2 separate regions of the Ovis aries genome follow, and region 1 is linked to region 2. A link is a contact called in public Hi-C data. All regions are on one chromosome and are shown on one strand. Each heading gives the region's core, a stretch centred on a gene start, on an enhancer-like site or on the middle of the called end of the contact. The rest is flanking DNA. Distances are from core to core; before and after follow the strand shown. Region 1 overlaps SPIDR (scaffold protein involved in DNA repair). Region 2 overlaps SPIDR (scaffold protein involved in DNA repair).

Evidence for each region. Hi-C and Micro-C count contacts between places; a contact is called where the count stands out from the background.
Region 1: a contact with region 2 is called in a Hi-C map of tail adipose tissue, with 1.5 times the contacts expected there. The contact joins two enhancer-like sites. A contact is called at or near these places in 3 of 16 Hi-C or Micro-C datasets (muscle, omental adipose tissue and tail adipose tissue).

What each region holds. Positions count from the first base shown.
Region 1 is chr9:32,279,837-32,283,319 of ARS-UI_Ramb_v3.0, reverse strand. All of the region lies in intron 8 of SPIDR (scaffold protein involved in DNA repair), which reads left to right. Among named protein-coding and RNA genes, the nearest start is that of CEBPD, 140 kb to the right of the region's middle. Within about 2 kb of position 1,254, at least 32 of the 54 cell types and tissues checked have an H3K27ac peak or open chromatin away from gene starts, as enhancers often do. A contact at or near this core is called in muscle and tail adipose tissue, where this site is marked.
Region 2 is chr9:32,216,515-32,219,799 of ARS-UI_Ramb_v3.0, reverse strand. All of the region lies in intron 10 of SPIDR (scaffold protein involved in DNA repair), which reads left to right. LOC121820333 (a long non-coding RNA gene) reads left to right here. Exons shown (of 3, transcript XR_006060820.2): 2 at 1-3,285. Among named protein-coding and RNA genes, the nearest start is that of CEBPD, 78 kb to the right of the region's middle. Within about 2 kb of position 1,834, at least 25 of the 54 cell types and tissues checked have an H3K27ac peak or open chromatin away from gene starts, as enhancers often do. A contact at or near this core is called in muscle and tail adipose tissue, where this site is marked.

The DNA of each region.
Region 1 (3,483 bases), core at 5-2,504, 64 kb before region 2:
CAGACACTTTGGCAACTGTGATGAATCCCCAGTTTCATCCCTGAAATGCATTTTGTAGTGATATATTACAATACCTAATAGACAGAAGCTAATCAAGGAACTTCTGTGAGTACTTTCATGTCTGTTTTCTTATTTCCTCTTCAGATAACCTTGTGGTATAAATAGAACTAGATTCTTACAGATGAGGAAACAGGTTTAGGAAAGGTAATTACTTTTCTGGAGGCAGAACTAGGACTAGAACCTGAATCCCTTGACTTCCTACCTTGTGCTGTCTCTTTTCAGCACACACCTAGTGGTTCACACAGTGTGGCGCACATGTCTGTATCCAGAAACTACAGTTCACAGTTGTGTTAGATACTGGTTGCCCCTAATTACAGCATATATTTAAGAATATATTTGCAAGTAAGTTAACAAACACACTTGACAGAAACCTAGGAAGTTACAAATGAAAATTGTATGTAAAAAGAGTATGTGCATGTTTGTATTTTCTTTGTAATATTCACACCTTCAGTTTCTATCTCTATGCAGTAATTCTCTCCAGAGAAAATACATCTGCTGCTGCTGCTAAGTCACTTCAGTCGTGTCCGACTCTGTGCAACCCCAGAGACAGCAGCCCACCAGGCTCCCCCTTCCCTGGGATTCTCCAGGCAAGAGCACTGGAGTGGGTTGCCATTTCCTTCTCCAATGCATGAAAGTGAAAAGTGAAAGTGAAGTCACTCAGTTGTGTCTGACCCTCAGCGACCCCATGGACTGCAGCCTACCAGGTTCCTCCGTCCATGGGATTTTCCAGGCAAGAGTACTGGAGTGGGGTGCCACTGCCTTCTCCAATTTCTAAATGCATCCACTGCTTGCTTTAGAAGTCCCTGAATGGGACTTCCATCTCTTCCTTAAGAGGATTTGGAGACAGGTTGTGGGGTTGTTTAATTGAGGAAGTTCTGCAGGTTGAAACCCAGCCTATTTTGTTGTCCATCTTACCTGATCTGCATAGTAATGGCTAAGCCTAAGATCAGTCTGTTGATCATTGTTGCTAAATCATTTTCTGTATTTTTTTTTCTCCCAAGAAACATAAAATTTTTGAAGATTAGTGTTACATATACTTTATAAATTCGCTCAGTGCCCTACCATCTTAACTGTTCGTTTAGAGCATCACATGAAGGCGTTCTTAATGAGATTTAGTGCAGGCCTCTGCTGTTATCTCACTGGAGGGTTTGCTGGAGGCTGGCTTTCCCGACAGCCCTGACCACAGAGCGTTGGAATGCGGGGCTGACGTCACAGCCGCTCCTGGGAATGTTCTGCATTCCTCTTCCTGGCAGTGGTCAGGTGGCTTCCAGCAAGAATGAAGGATAACAGCTTCCAAAGAAGAAAAAGAAAGAGGAGGAAGAGAACAGTTTATAATCAAACTATTGTGGGGGAGGCACTTTTATTCTGAGCCAAAATTGAAATTAGAACCAGATGTCTAACATTCTGATGCTGCACGAATGTTAAATGCATTTATTAATGACTGTAATAGCTGAGTTATTTGGCTTCTTATTGAACTTAAGTTTTGAAACTCTCTTTAAGAATTCTGGAAAAACAACTTCTTGTAGTTGATATTTTATCTGCAGAAGCACCTTTTTGAGTGTAAAGCGGGGGAACGGCACACTGAGGCCCAGGTGCTGTGGTTAATGAACAGGCTGTGTAAAATCTGTTAATCTTCGGAAACATGACTTCTGAAACATGAAGTCTCTGTAATGTGTTAATGTAGTAACTTCAATCCATTAATTAGGGGAGAGGTATATTCTATTAAGATATATGCTACAGAAGTTTTTTTTCCTGAAAATATTTGCATTAACGTTGTTGTTTCTGAATATTATGTTACTGGCCAAGCCAGGTATTCAAAACAAAACATAGCAGACCCTTAATATAATAAACACAGATTTCCCAAAAGTCGTTCAACTCTGTAGTAGTGTGTGCAGCAGAAAATTGGACAGTAACCAAGTTCAAACTTAATTTGTGTTTTCCTGTCTTCTAGGCACACTTTGTTCACATTGATTGTCCTGGCTTAGCATATCACAATTTGTGTGTGTTAAAGTAAAAATGTTCTTTCTTTCTTTTTAAACAATGCCTTTCAGTAGATTCTCTTATTTCTGTGTCATAACAGTTACATTAAAACAGTTCTTCAGTTTAGGTGAACTATGTTTGAATACTTCCTGTTACATATTGAAATGGAAAGTTGGCATCCTGTTGTAGGTCATGTCTCTGGTAAGGAATTTCCAGAAATGTGGAGAAGTGCTGACTCATGGTGTACAGTGGACTGATCCCACTGCAGTAAGTCATGAGGGGATTTTCTGAGCTCCTTGTTGAAGCAAGCAAAATATGCCTGGGTACTGTGCTATTTTATTTTTAGATGTAGCAGTGGGGGTGGAAGAGAGGCTGTTGGTTGGACTATTAGCCTTGCTAATAGCTGTAAAGTTCTAGGGTTAGGTATGTGTATAAATGTGTGTTTTTCTACAGGCTATTATTAGAATTTGGAAACCAGATTGTTTTTGTTGTAGTCACCTACCGTTGTTCTCTCTGAATGTTGCCCCCCACAGGAACCCCATGCCCTCAGGCTGGGATGGTGTCTGGCTATGGGCTCTATGAAATGTCAGTGATGGTGGTGCTTGCACTGAGGGGGTTGGTCCAGAAAGAGGTGTTGAATTCTTTGTATTTATAATTGGAAGTTTCTGAAACTAATAGTAATGATTTAAAACTTCAAATATTAGCGGGCAGAAGTTAGCAGAAAAACTAGAATTTGTTGCGTTAAATGTGCCTGGCTCTGTCCTGAATATTTTATGTGTGTTAAATTGTCTAAATCTGTTACTGGTTGAAATTTATTTTTCATTCATTTGGTATGGAGATGTCTGCTAAATTTGATGGAGAGGAGCTATCTATAACAAAAATTCACCTCTAAATGCATATCTAATCTCATCTAATGCAAAGTATATCCATCCATCAATTCCACAAACACTCGCCGAGTAACTGTTCTGTTCCAGGCCGGTGCTGCTTGGTACTGGGCTCTGGGCGCTGAGTGCTGGGTGATAGGTGCTGTGGAAGATGCGCTCTTAGTTCCTCTCTGAGGGCAGCGGTGCTGCATGGAGGGCCAGAGCAGGAAGCACATGTTCCTGGTTTGTGCAGCATTCTGTTATGGCTATTGTGGTAGAATTCTGTAGTTACAGTGAGGCACAAAGAAGGGATGTACTTAGATCTGTGCTAGATTCTGTCGGATTGCGCTATGCTTAGTCGCTCTTTGCAACCCCATGAAAGTTAGCCCACCAGGCTCCTCCTCTGCTCATTGGATTTTCCAGGCAAGAATCCTGGAGTGGGTTGCCTCTTTTAATATGATTCTGAGGATGTCAAACTTGATGGCTGAAAGTAATTTGAGTAGGCAGTGCTGAAAAAAAACAGGCTTATAAGGTAGATGAGGGAAGTACCCCAGTATATGTGACAGTTACTCAGGACTGC
Region 2 (3,285 bases), core at 585-3,084:
GTGTGTTGGGGCATCTGTGTACATACTTGGTGCCAGGAGGCTGTGTGCTTAAAGTAGGCAGCACCATGCATGGTTCACAGGGCAACTGAGCATCTGCAGAGTGTGCGAGTCCTCAGAGGACTCCTTGAGGCTTCAGTGGGCCTTCCTGTCACAAGTCCTAACATGGAGAGTGCCAGGTGACAGAGTTACACACTTTTATATCTGTGATTTGTGTTTGAATCAGAATTCCTCCCATGTGTCATTTCTAGTTGATTGGTTCAGCTGGGTTTTTTAAATTAGTAAGCTATCTTCCTTTTATCTTCTACAGCTGAGATATATCTATCCATGACGTCTTTTCTTATCATCCAGTTCAACTAAAACAATTTAATTGCTTTATTTAGTCTTGAAGGAAACCTAAACTGAATTTATTTGAAATCTGAATCACTTGAATTACTGGCTTTTCCCTTTGGGTGCATACATTAACACAAACTGTAATAGAATACCACCAAGGATGATAGGCTGTGCATTGAACATTTCTGAAGTTTAACAGGTGTTAATTTCTCTTTATGAAGCTATATTTTTTCATAATTTAATTTTGTGAATATAAACTCTCAAAACACACTAGTACTTATTATGCAAAAAGAATATAAGTAAATGTGTTGCCTTTTTATAATTACTTGAGAAGCAATTTATTTACTCTACATGAGATATAATTTTTTAAAATACATGAAAGCTGGCTTAAAATCCAACATTCAAAATACTAAGATCATGGTATCCAGTCCCATCACTTCATGGCAAATAGTTGGAGGAAAAATGAAAACAGTGACAGATTTTATTTTCTTGGACTCCGAAATCACTGTGGATGGTGACTGCAACCACAAAATTAAGACTGTTGCTCCTTGGAAGAAAAGCTATGACCAACCTAGACAGCAGAGACATCACTTTGCCAACAAAGGTCCATAGAGTCACAGCTATGGTTTTTCCAGTAGACATGTATGGATATGAGAGTTGGACCATAAAGCAGCCTGAGTGCTGAAGAATTGATGCTTTCAAACTGGTGTTAGAGAAGACTCTTGAGAGTCCCTTGGACAGCAAGATCAAACCAGTCAAGCCTACAGAAAGTCAACCCTGAATATTCATTGAAAGGACTGATTCTGAAGCTGAAAGAAACTCCAATACTTTGGCCCTGATGCGAAGAGCCGACTCACTGGAAAAGACCTTGATGCTGGGAAAGACTGAGGCCAGAAAGAGAAGGGAGCAACAGAGGATGAGATGGTTAGTCGCTCAGTAGTGTCCGACTTTGCGACCCAGAGGTCTGTGGTTGCCAGGCTCCTCTGTCCATGGAATTCTCCAGGCAAGAATACTGGAGTGGGCTGCCATGTCCTTTTCCAGGGGATCTCCCCAACCCAGGGATCAAACAATTGTCTCTTATATCTCCTGCATTGGTAGACAGGTTCTTTACCAGCTGAGTCATGAGGCTCAGAATATCTGATAAGGTATTAATTTATCCCAGATTTAATGATCAGTTTTTCACAATGTAAACCTAAGTACTCAAAGTGTGTATGTGTGCTTAAAAAATTGCTCAGAGTACTCTAGCTCTGCTTTTGAAAGTTTTCTCCGCCCCCCTGTATGTTATAGAACTAAATCTGGGATCAGGTAGAATGTTGGCCCCATGTGCTAATGGATCTTGTGTTTCCTCCCCTCCCCATCTCTGCTCAGTGGTTCCTGCACACACTGTTCAGTAAACAACTGAGAGAACCAAGCTCAGCCACTTCATTCACAGAGTGTTTGGAAAGGGCTGAGCAGCCTTGACACACTGGCTCAAGTGGGGTGAGAGGCAGTGTTCATGTTTTCGTTTGTTCTTTTTATAGCATCCAGTCAGCTGTAGCTGGTTAACTGAAGCTGGGGCTGCTATTAGTGCACAGGTCTCTTACGCAGGATAAAGGGCCTCTGGTGGAAAGAGGTTTTGTTACTCATGATGCCGCGACCGTGTTTACATGAGCTCACCCTGTCGTCTGTCATGGGATGTGATTTAGAGAGGTTCCATGAAAACACAGGAAGTCCCTGGGAGCTGTTCAAATCACCCTTGAAAACAGAAAATATAGATAGCTCTCCTGTGAAGCCAGCTGTCCTTCATAGATCATGCTCTCTGGGCTGACGCCTGCAAGGAGAGCGTGGACATTTCCCATTGGTGTTAGAGAAACTGGGTGGAGAGAGTGGTTTTCCCTCTTCCCACAGCAAGGAATCATCATCTTATTGGGGGAGAGAGTTTTTTACCCAGCCATTTCTGGATAAGTTAAACACAGCTGTTTGTATCGCTGTAGCTTTTCATGGGCCGAACTCTGACTGAAGGTAGAGTTTCACTTGTTAGAGATCATTAATAGCTAGATGGAAATAGATATGGGCTGAATTCATCCTGCCACCTCTCTTTGTAAATAAAGTTTTATTGGGACCAGCCTATCTGTTCTGTTCTCTGGCATTCTTGTCCAGAGGTGCTTTCACACCTCAAAGGCTGAGGTGAATAATGGCAAGAGCCTGAAATACCATCCTCGCTGACTTTGCTCCACAAGTGAGAACACAGCGAAGCCCCACTGTAAGCAGGCTCCTCACCTCTGCTACCTCATTTAATCCCCTGAACAACTCAGTGAGGCGAATGGCAGTCCAGCCCCTGGCACCACCCTGACAATGGTGGTGGTGGTTTCATTCACTAAGTCATGTCCGACTCTTGCGACCCCGTGGACTGCAGCCTGCCAGGCTCCTTTGTCCATGGGATTCTCCAGGCAAGAATACTGGAGTAGGTTGCCATTTCCTTCTCTAGGGGATCTTCCCAACCCAGGGATCGAACCTAGGTCTCCTGCATTGCAGGCAGATTCTTTACCAACTGAGCTACAGGGGAAGCCCCACCCTGACCAGTATAGCTACCAGGTCTCTGACCCTGTCAGAATCTGCTCTGGGCAAGAGAGGCACATGAGGAGGAACCAGGGATAAGTCTGGATTGTGAGAGGGGCCTGCATCTCCTCCAGCAGCTGCTGCCACTGTCAGAGGAAAACCCTCAGCCCCCGTGTTTTCAAGACGTCATCATTTCACATGCCGAAGAAGCTCACTTCTGCTGATAAATCAGGTTTGAAAGAACGTACTTTCTCGCCTCTAGTGAGACCGATCCATCAAGGAGCTGAGCCCCACAGATTTTTGGCAACTTCGGAATGCTAGCTAAATTGGCTTATCCTTTAATCCCCCAAAACAAGCAGCAGAAGAATTCAATGCTGCTGCTGCTAAGTTGCTTCCGTCATGTCTGACTCAGCAACC